Linked DNA regions of Zea mays: all the other regions are linked to region 1. Evidence: chromatin contacts called from public Hi-C data. All regions are on one chromosome and are shown on one strand. Each heading gives the region's core, a stretch centred on a gene start, on an enhancer-like site or on the middle of the called end of the contact. The rest is flanking DNA. Distances are from core to core; before and after follow the strand shown.

Evidence for each region. Hi-C and Micro-C count contacts between places; a contact is called where the count stands out from the background.
Region 2: a Hi-C map of leaf shows a contact between it and region 1, with 9 times the contacts expected there. The contact joins the promoter of LOC100279799 here to the promoter of LOC103641336 in region 1. A contact is called at or near these places in 5 of 25 Hi-C or Micro-C datasets (bundle sheath, ear, leaf and 2 more).
Region 3: a Hi-C map of endosperm shows a contact between it and region 1, with 4 times the contacts expected there. The contact joins the promoter of LOC100277695 here to the promoter of LOC103641336 in region 1. A contact is called at or near these places in 3 of 25 Hi-C or Micro-C datasets (ear, endosperm and tassel).

What each region holds. Positions count from the first base shown.
Region 1 is chr10:86,319,882-86,323,424 of Zm-B73-REFERENCE-NAM-5.0, reverse strand. LOC103641336 (non-specific lipid-transfer protein A) reads left to right here and starts at 1,745. Exons shown (of 2, transcript XM_008664692.4): 1 at 1,745-2,252. The coding sequence starts at 1,868. LOC100282873 reads left to right here. Exons shown (of 2, transcript NM_001155779.1): 1 at 1-539; 2 at 630-1,430. The coding sequence ends at 1,295. It also overlaps the pseudogene LOC100502448.
Region 2 is chr10:86,711,371-86,714,913 of Zm-B73-REFERENCE-NAM-5.0, reverse strand. LOC100279799 (Beta-carotene isomerase D27 chloroplastic) reads left to right here and starts at 1,944. Exons shown (of 8, transcript NM_001360997.1): 1 at 1,944-2,098; 2 at 2,183-2,281; 3 at 3,262-3,366; 4 at 3,476-3,543. The coding sequence starts at 1,955.
Region 3 is chr10:85,978,136-85,981,678 of Zm-B73-REFERENCE-NAM-5.0, reverse strand. It overlaps LOC100277695 (DNA-(apurinic or apyrimidinic site) lyase), which reads left to right and starts at 2,017. Exons shown (of 9, transcript NM_001151197.2): 1 at 2,017-2,410. The coding sequence starts at 2,150.

The sequences.
Region 1 (3,543 bases), core at 496-2,995:
TGGAGCACTTGCTGACGACCAGGCGGCTCGAGTCTTTCGCTGCTCACCGAGCTCAGGAGGCCGAGCACCTCTGCCAGTTTGTGTGGGCTAAATCTCAGTCCGGGAAGCCCGTGAACCTCAGAGAGGTTCTCGGTGCCTTCTCGATGAACAACGTCACGCGGATGCTGCTGGGGAAGCAGTACTTTGGGATCCAGTCGGCAGGCCCCGGCGAGGCAATGGAGTTCATGCACATCACCCACGAGCTGTTCTTCCTGCTGGGCCTGATCTATCTCGGGGACTACTTGCCGGCTTGGAGGTGGGTCGACCCGTACGGGTGTGAGAAGAGGATGAGGGAGGTGGAGAAGAAGGTGGACGACTTCCACCAGAAGATCATTGATGAGCACAGGAGAGCTAGGGAGGCCAGGAAGAGTCGTTCCTCCGTTGAGGAAGATGGCGGCAACGGCAAAGATGAGATGGACTTCGTCGATGTGCTGTTATCTTTGCCTGGTGAGAACGGGAAGGAGCACATGGACGACATGGAGATCAAAGCGTTGATGCAGGTGTGTGTATGTGTATGCTTTGCTATTGCATACCCTGGAATTCAATTCATTTTGTTGAAGCTAGTTATTATGAGTAATACTTCTTGGCAGGACATGATCGCTGCTGCTACTGATACTTCATCGGTGACGAACGAGTGGGTGATGGCGGAGGTAATCAAGAACCCGCGCGTGCTCCGGCGCGTCCAGGAGGAGCTGGACGCGGTGGTGGGGCGCGACCGGATGGTGGCGGAGTCGGACCTGGCCCACCTCCCCTACCTCCGGTGCGTGGTGCGCGAGTCATTCCGGATGCACCCGGCGGGGCCGTTCCTTATCCCGCACGAGTCGCTGAAGGCGACGACCATCATGGGGTACCACGTGCCGGCGCGCACGCGCGTGTTCATCAACACGCACGCGCTGGGGCGGAACCCGCGCGTGTGGGACTCCGTGGGCGAGTTCCGGCCGGAGCGGCACCTGCCGGCGGAGGAGGGGGCGCGGGTGGAGATCAGCCACCTGCCGGACTTCAAGATCCTGCCGTTCAGCGCCGGGAAGCGCAAGTGCCCCGGCGCGCCGCTGGGCGTGGCGCTGGTGCTCATGGCGCTCGCCAGGCTCTTCCACTGCTTCGACTGGTCCCCGCCCGACGGCCTCCGCCCCGAGGACGTGGACACCCGGGAGGTGTACGGCATGACCATGCCCAAGGCCACGCCCCTCGTCGCCGTCGCCACTCCGCGCCTGCCGCCGCACTTGTACGGCGGCGGCGGCGGCAGCTCGGCTCCTTAGTTCGATGACACTTTGACGCACGTGCGCTGCACTGCCAGTCTCATTAGTCATTATACGCATGATGTACTTCCCTCCATATACAATACACCGCATAAACCAAACGATGAATGAAATGTAGTCGTTCTATGGTTTCAATATGAGAAGATATAATTGATGGTTAACATCATTTCCCTCCGTTTAGTGATAAGCCATATACTCTAGGTATGTAGTAGTGTAACAATGCGATCCCAGCCCAGGTAACGAGGTAGCAGAGAGGTGAGCTAGCTGTAGCTGGCGACGAAGCGAAGCATTAAACGGTTGCAACGGCAGCTAGCCGTGGCGTTCATGCACGGTATGGCCAAAAAAAAGGGACCCTATCCATCTGCCAGTTTTGGCGTACCAATGCATCACTCAAAGCGCTGCCATTACGAGCAACATCAGCACCAACAAGATGCTGAACCGCTTCGCCGACCCAGCAAGCCCTATAAAACCCCAGCGCTCGAGCCGCTCCATGAACGCAGCAGCAACAAGCTAAGATCGAGCTCCAGCAGCAGCAAGTCAAGTTCGGGAGAGAGAGAGACACAGATCGATCGATGGCGATGATGAAGAAGAAGGGCGGCGCCGCAACAACAGCGGTGGCAGCAGTGGCGTTGGTCCTGCTGGCGGCGGCGGCGGTTAGGGCGGACGTGAACTGCGCGGACGTGGACGCAAGCCTGCGCCCCTGCGTCGGCTACGTGACGGGCAAGGAGGCGGCCCCGGCCGCCGAGTGCTGCGCCGGCGTGAAGCGGATCAGGGCCATGCCGTCCGGCCCGGCGGAGCGGCGGCAGGCGTGCGAGTGCGTCAAGCAGGCGGCGGCCAATTACCAGCCGCTCAACGCCGACGCCATCCGCGACCTCCCCGCGCAGTGCGGCGCGCCGCTGCCGTTCCCGCTCACCCTCAACTTCGACTGCACCACGTGCGTATATATATATATACTAGGTAAATGCCCGTACGTTGCTACGGAGTGAACATGTTATGATAAGATACATTGAAATTCAAGAATAATGATTGCAATTTTATATTCGTGTTAGCATCTTTTAAAAGTTAAGAATTTTTACATGCCTTAAAAGCCTTACACATCAAAAAAATCCATCATGTAAAGTAAAATACAATGTTCATCCGTCACTATTGTAATCTGCTACTCGCACTATCCAGCATGTCACTGAGTGCAAAAAATTCTTACACAAGTTTCTAGCTCAAAAGGCATAAGTCTGAGAAATTAGTAGATACAGTTTGCTAACCCAAAATGACATATAATAGTTACAACTGAATCGACACACTACGCCCCAAATTTGATGGGAGTTTCAGTTGAGAGGGATTAACTTCCTCTTGATAAACCAAGACGCTGGTCATCTCCATTGTTGCCCTTAGGGCTTAGTCTCCAAAAAAAAAGTGCATCTAAAAAACATATGAAAAGTGATCTGAAAGCGTTATAGAGTGAGAAATGTTAAGAAATGTTAAATCATGTCCCAAAGAAGTGGAGCGCAAGATTCATTATATAAGTCTACAGCCTTACAACCTTTACTGCATGTAAAAACGAAAAACACAGTTTCACTTGAAAGAAGAACATTTGTAATGGCACCTTAGTTTTATGTCTTCGGACAAAAATGTTAAGCCAATTTACTATCCAATATGGAGTGAACACGAGAATAACTACAAGCTCAGAAAACAGTGTAAAGAACCAACATGCAACAGATAAACAAGGTACATAATTTCTGCTATAGGTAGCTACTGAAGTCAAAAGTTTATCCCTGATACCTGTCATTACATACTCTGGTGCAACATAACCATAGGTGCCAACAACCCGAGTAGATACATGAGTTTTTTCACCCTGATGACCAGCTTTTGCTAAACCGAAATCAGATAGTTTTGCGTTGTACTCCTACAGAAGTAAAATCACCACATGTTCAAAAAAAAGAAGTAAAATCACCACAATTAACAAGGTAGCGTGCATTGTCTAGGCACAATATGAAATAGATTGAACAGATAAAGTACCACATCAAGAAGAACATTCAATGTCTTAAAATCCTTGTAAATAACAGGTTTGGGACCTCCATGGAGGAAGGCTAGTCCTTTCGCGGCACCTAGAGCAATCTTCATCCTGTTGGACCAAGGTAGGGGAAGAGTCCCTTCAAGATTAAACAAAGTAAGATGACAGGATCATAAGAACGAGCAGATAGAAAAATTATGGTCGACAAGATTAGGCACATAAAATAAAATCAACTTTGTG
Region 2 (3,543 bases), core at 695-3,194, 390 kb before region 1:
CACTCCACCGCTCCACTGGCCAGTCTGACAGAAGGACAGCGCCGCCTGCGCCACTCCGACTGCAGTGCCACTCGACAGAGTGAGTCTGACAGGCAGTCAGGCCTTGCCAAAGGCGCCACGGCGAACTCCGCTCCGCCCGACCCCAGGGCTCGGACTCGGGCTAAGACCCGGAAGACGGCGAACTCCGCTCCGCCCGACCCCAGGGCTCGGACTCGGGCTAAGACCCGGAAGACGGCGAACTCCGCTCCGCCCGACCCCAGGGCTCGGACTCGGGCTAAGACCCGGAAGACGGCGAACTCCGCTCCGCCCGACCCCAGGGCTCGGACTCGGGCTAAGACCCGGAAGACGGCGAACTCCGCTCCGCCCGACCCCAGGGCTCGGACTCGGGCTAAGACCCGGAAGACGGCGAACTCCGCTCCGCCCGACCCCAGGGCTCGGACTCGGGCTAAGACCCGGAAGACGACGAAACTCCGCTTCGCCCGACCCCAGGGCTCAGACTCCGCCCTGGCCTCGGCCGAACGACTTCCGCCTCGCCCGACCCCTTGGCTCGGGCTCGGCCACGGCAACGGAAGGCAGACTTAACCTCGGCTTCGGAGGAACCCCCACGTCGCCCTGCCTAGGGCACAGACCGCCACGTCAATAGGAAGCGCCATCATCATCCTACCCCGAATCGACTCGGGTCACGGAGAACAAGACCGGCGTCCCATCCGGCCAGCTCCGCCGGAGGGGCAATGATGGCGCTCCACAAGCTCTATGACGACGGCGGCCCCCAGCTCTCTTACGGAAGCAGGACAACGTCAGCAGGGACTCGACCGCTCCAACAGCTGTCCCTCCGCCAGGCTCCGCCGCACCTCCGACAGCCACGACATCACACCAGCAGGGTGCCCAGATCTCTCCGGCTGCCACATTGGCATGTACCTAGGGCGCTAGCTCTCCCTTTGCTAGACACGTAGCACTCTGCTACACCCCCCATTGTACACCTGGATCCTCTCCTTACGACTATAAAAGGGAGGACCAGGGCCTTCTTAGAGAAGGTTGGCCGCGCGGGACCGAGGACGGGACAGGCGCTCTCTTGGGGCCGCTCGCTTCCCTCACCCGCGTGGACGCTTGTAACCCCCCTACTGCAAGCGCACCTGACCTGGGCGCGGGACAAACACGAAGGCCGCGGGACTTCCACCTCTCTCACGCTCGACTCCGTCCTCCTCGCCTCTCCCCCCTTCGCGCTCGCCCACGCGCTCGACCCATCTGGGCTGGGGCACGCAGCACACTCACTCGTCGGCTTAGGGACCCCCCGTCTCGAAACGCCGACAATTATATATAAATACTTCTATAGATCAGGATCTTTCATTTGTTTCATTACAACTCTAGGCAAGTGAATAGCTGCTTATTTATGTCGACACTTTTCCTGTGTAACAACTATCCATAAAGTAACATATAAAAGTGCAGTCCTTATTTAAAGGGCTGAGAGCAAACATATTAAGGGGGATTATTAATGATTTCTTGGTCTCAGTAAAAACTACTTATACGCCTGTGAAACTTGGATGGAGATAGTATTTGATTGCCTATTTGTTTGTCATTCTTTTATAGTGATATTAAATTTGGATACATATTATAGTGGTGTCTATGTCTTATATTAATTTTTAACTTCCGTGGCAACGCACGATCATATACTTAGTATAATTATAATTATACGCTCTGTCCTCCTTAATTAATATAATATACACTTTAAGCTTTTTTTCATCTAGATATGTAATAATACGCTGGTCTTAAAAAAATTCAGCGTGATATGGACTGTATGAGTACAGTGCATGTAACGTATCACATGTGTGGGTCCCACAGCTGGAGAGGCTCGCTGACCTGTGGGTCCTAGCGGGCCGGCTATTGTCCTCCCTGCGTTCCCCCACCACCACGGCGGCAGCCACTGGTTGGCAGCGGTTGTCCTTCTCCGGTGTCCATGGCGCCGCCGCTCGCGACACGCGGCCTCCCCCTCGCCTCCCGCGGCCCGCCTTCTTGCGCGGCCTCCTGCTCCTCGTGCCTGCCCTCGTATCTCCAGCTCGGTCGCCGGCCAAGCCGCCGGTTCCGCTGCTCCTCGCCACAGGTGATTTATTCCACACCAACTGTGCCCTGTGCGTCTGTGCCGGCGCTGGTGGTTGGTTGTTAGAGTGACTTTATTTGGATGCAGGTCGATGCAGCGGCGGTGCCGCCGGGGAAGGGCGGGGAGTACCGGCCCTCTTTCGCGGACGACCTCCTCCTCGCCTTCTTCCGGAGCAAGATGGTGAAGGCGAGTTCCACTCCATCCACCGATCCCTTAGTTCCTCCCTCCAGTTAGATGATGCCAAACCGTGTTATTAGTTTTTTTTTGAAACTTTGGAAGGACCCAGTTTTTAATAAAATTGGTTTATAGAAATTGAGTCCAAATATACCGACTTAATTTATAGAAATTATATTCTCAGTTTCTTAAAAAACCGAGAAACCGTTCTTTCCTAGCTAAAAGATAAAAACCGGTTTCTTAAAAACTAGATTGCTTTTAAACAGAGCCTTAACCATGTTATTAGCTTCTTTTCCTTAAATAAGAGAGAACCAAAAAAACTTTTTTTGTGTTTAGTATAGAGTTCTAGCATGGCAGATAATGGAATCTTCTGAACATTAATAATCCATTCATCGCTAGGTTCAGTTCTGCTTGGTAATTTTGATCAACAGTCTGACAAATCCTGATGAATTGACGCCACGTGCATAACTGAACTTGTGCTAGCTATTAGTTTATCGTATTACTTTAATCGAGCTTGGAACTTTGTATTTCTACAAAATGGCCATTTAGTTTTGTTGAAATCTGAGCTGAATGCTCTATTTTTTGAAGAATAATTTGTTTTCAGTTTATTTATTTATTTATTTATTTGTTGTGTGAGCGAGGCGAGGGGTGCTTTCAATCATAAAACAACTAAGCAGGTCCGATCCAATGTGAGATTAAATGTTATCATAGTTTCCAGACAGACTGCAACTCCAGAAACATAGAATAATCTCACTGTCATATTTGAATGAGAAATGTACACACTTGCATACGAGCTGAAAATTTTCCTGGAAGTGGCTACAAAAGAAATTTCCTGTGCTTTAGGACAAGGTACAAGTACTTAGAATTCAGAAAGCCAGCCCCCTGTTGACGAGTATCTGTTAAGTTTTAGGTCAATATGGAATATCACAGTTTTGCATAAAAGCAAGACATGCAGTGCAATTACATTCTGTTGATTCTCTGAAAGGCTGTAGGAGGTTGGATGGGATTCTGAAAAGCCTGGGTATGCTGGACTAATGGAGGTAGCAAACCGTCTCATGGTCAAGGGAAAGAGTGCTTTGGAGACTGAGCAGGCTGCTGTATATCACTTCTCTTGTCCCCCTCTAGTCTTTGTGCATCTGTTGTCACGGAAACTTTTATAGCTAATGAGCCTTAGTTTTCTGTGTCTCTTTTTTTTACAATCTCCAGGTCCGAGTACTACAGTCACTGTTTCCACCTCTCTTGCTTGTTCTTTACAAAGCTCTTTTAGCGCCAAT
Region 3 (3,543 bases), core at 768-3,267, 340 kb after region 1:
AACCCAGGAGGATTCACGTCTCGCCCGAGGGTCCCCTCAAGCAACGGACGCACCTTCGACTCGCCCGAGGCCCAGCTCGGGCGGGCTTCGCGGAGAAGCAACCTTGGCCGGATCGCTATGCCAACCGACCGTATCGCAGGAGCATTTAATGCAAGGATCGACTGACACCTTATCCTGACGCGCGCTCCTCAGTCGACAGGGCCGAAGGGACCGCAGTCACTTCGCCGCTCCACTGGCTGACCTGACAGGAAAACAGCGCCGCCTGCGCTGCTCCGACTGCTGTGCCACTCGCCAGAGTGAGGCTGACAGCAGCTAAGTCCAGTCTCGGGCGCCATAGGAAGCTCCGCCTCGCCCGACCCCAGAGCTCGGACTCAACCTCGACGCCGGACTCCGCCTCGCCCGACCCCAGGGCTTGGACTCAATCTCGACGCCGGACGACAGACTCCGCCTCGCCCGACCCCAGGGCTCGGACTCTACCTCGACCTCGGACGACGGACTCCGCCTCGCCCGACCCCAGGGCTCGGACTCTACCTCGACCTCGGACGACGGTCTCCGCCTCGCCCGACCCCAAGGCTCGGACTCTACCTTAACCTCGGACGACGGTCTCCGCCTCGCCCGACCCCCGGGCCCGGACTCAGCCTCGACCTCGGAGGAGCCGCCGCCTCGCCCGACCTCGGGCTTGGACCGACCACATCGCAGGGGGCCATCATTACCCTACTCCTAGCTAACTCAGGCTACGAGGAACAAGACCGGCGTCCCATCTGGTTCGCCCCGGTAAACAAGTAATGATGGCACCCCGCGTGCTCCATGACGACGGCGGCTCTCAGCCCCTTACGGAAGCAAGGAAACGTCAGCAAGGGTCCGACAGCCCCGACAGCTGTACTTCAACGGGGCTCAAACGCTCCTCCGACGGCCACGACATCACATGAACAGGGCGCCAAAACCTCTCTGACAGCCACGACGACATGTACATAGGGCTCTGGCTCCCCTTTGCTAGACACGTTAGCACATTGCTACACCCCCCATTGTACACCTGGGCCCTCTCCTTACATCTATAAAAGGAAGGTCCAGAGCTCTCGTACGAGAGGGTGGCCGCGCGGGAGAACGGGCCGACGCGCAAGGCTCTCGCTCTCTCTCCCACGCGAACGCTTGTAACCCCCTACTGCAAGCGCATCCGGCCTGGGCGCAGGACAACACGAGGCCGCAGTTTCCCCTTACTATTTTCCCCCCTTGTGTTCCGTCTCGCGCCGACCCATCTGGGCTGGGATACGCAGCGACAATTTACTCGTCGATCCAGGGACCCCCGGGATCGAAACGCCGACAAGCTTTAAGATAAATCATTTATGCCAAATGATTTGTGAAATGACTTCAACTCTAAAAAAGCTGATTTTTAGGGGGGAAAAAGTAGAGCTAAAGCTATTTTTTATATGCAGAGCACTAAGAGCATCTACAAGAACTTTCAGAAGTCTCTTATAAATAAAGTTTTTTTGGAAAAAACACAAAAACGTGTCTCCAGCAGTTTGTCTAAAACGTTCACAATTTTTTTATAGTTTTTAAAACTCTCTCATTTGTAGCTACAAATGAGCAGTTTTTTAGGCTCCATAGAAATAATCTGCCGCTTTAAGGGATCTATCGAAGAAAGTATTAAAATCTACCATCTCTAAGTTTTTAAATGCCCCTTAAAACAGATTTTGAGGAGTTATTTTTTAGAAAGATTTTGAGAAGTTATTTTTAGGAAGATTTTAAGGAGTCATTTTTTAGAAAAATCTTCGAGATGCTCTAACAAATGGACCAAAGGGTGGGGGCACAAACGAGCAAACCGCTGCCGAGTATGAGTGACAATAGATTCTCAATTTTGTACTATAAAATTTAAGAATCAGATTAAAATTAAACTCTATTTCTATTATTTTTAAACTAAAATTTATTTAAGCTCCTACTATTTTATAAAGAATCATTTGGATCGATCCATTACCCCGTCCGCTGTTTCCCCTGACCAGCAGACCGCTGCCGAGAGCCCGAGACAGTGCCCGCTGGTGAGTTCGAAACCCCAGAGCTTTAAAGCTTTTCCGATTCCGCAATGCTCACCGTTCGGTTCCTTCTCGTACCGAGCCGCGGGTAGCCAGCCAACCGCCGACGCAGTCCACAAGCGATGAAGCGCTTCTTCCAGCCAGTGCCCAAGGACGGCTCCCCGTCCAAGAAGCGGCTAGCGGGTGCTGCTGAACCGGGCGACGGCCCCACATCAGCCGGTGCCGCCACCGGCGCTGGCGGGGATGTAGAGGGGAGGCCCACCGAGGAGCCGTTCAAGTTCCTGACGTGGAACGCCAACAGCCTGCTCCTCCGGATGAAGAGCGACTGGCCTGCTTTCTCGCAGCTCGTCGCCCGCCTTGACCCCGACGTCATTTGTGTCCAGGTGAGCGATCTGGTTCCTCCCCGTCCCCGACCCCGATGGGTTCAATCTGCAAGGCCACACGCTCGTCTGAACCACCTGTAGGCGGGCCGGCGAGGCCCGTATTCTGCAATGCAGGGACTAGTCCAATGTTTATGACCAGCAAGGGTTTTAGATCTTATCAGGTCTTGTTTGGATACTGTCTCACTTAAATCCATGTCTATTAATGTGGATTAGAGTGTAACTTAAACTAATTTACACCTCAATCCTCCTCCCCCAATACATGTGGATTGAGTTACACTTACACAAGGCCTCAGGCCTTACACCCCAATACATCTCAATAAAATGTGTGGATTGAGGTGAATACTAGAGTACCCAAACAAAGCCCAAGAGTTTTAGATTTTTACCTCTTACAGCTCGTGGATGGTGTCATTATCCCTGCACGTATTCTCTTGCAAAGTAAAAGTAGTACTGAGATATTGGATTATATTTTTTAACAACTTACTAAACATTACCCCTTTCTAAGGCCCTGTTTATGTACCCTCTAGATTATATAATCCAGCTTAAATAAGTTAAGATACAAAAAACAACACAGATTATTAGGTAGGTAAGTAGGTTATATAATATAGATTATGATAATCCATAAGCAGATCATAAGGTGCTTATATAAATATATAATCCATCAGCTGGATTATATAATCTTGTAAGGAAATAAACAAGGCCTAAATTATAAGTTGTTTTGGTTCTTCTAGATACATATAGTGCAAGCCAAAATGGCGTGGAAGGAGTACTATAAATAATACTCCCTCTGTCCCAAATTAAAATTCATTTTGGGGTGATAATGGATTCATACTATATTTGATGTATGCTGTTTTTATATGTGTCTAGATTTATTACCATCGATTTGAATATAAACATAAAACCAAGGGCTAAAAACGAATAGTATTTTGGGACAGAGGGAGTAAATGGTCTAATGTTGCTGTTGGTGCTTGCCCATGGGCTGTGGTTGTGGGCATCAGAATTTAGAACTTCTCCACCACTTGTGAAACAGCTCATCCTAGAATTGTTGCCATGGTTATTGCCTTTGGAAGCCACTCTTTCCTAAAAGTGTTTATGTGCACAATCTACCTGGCGTATGCATCTATGAAGTACTATTT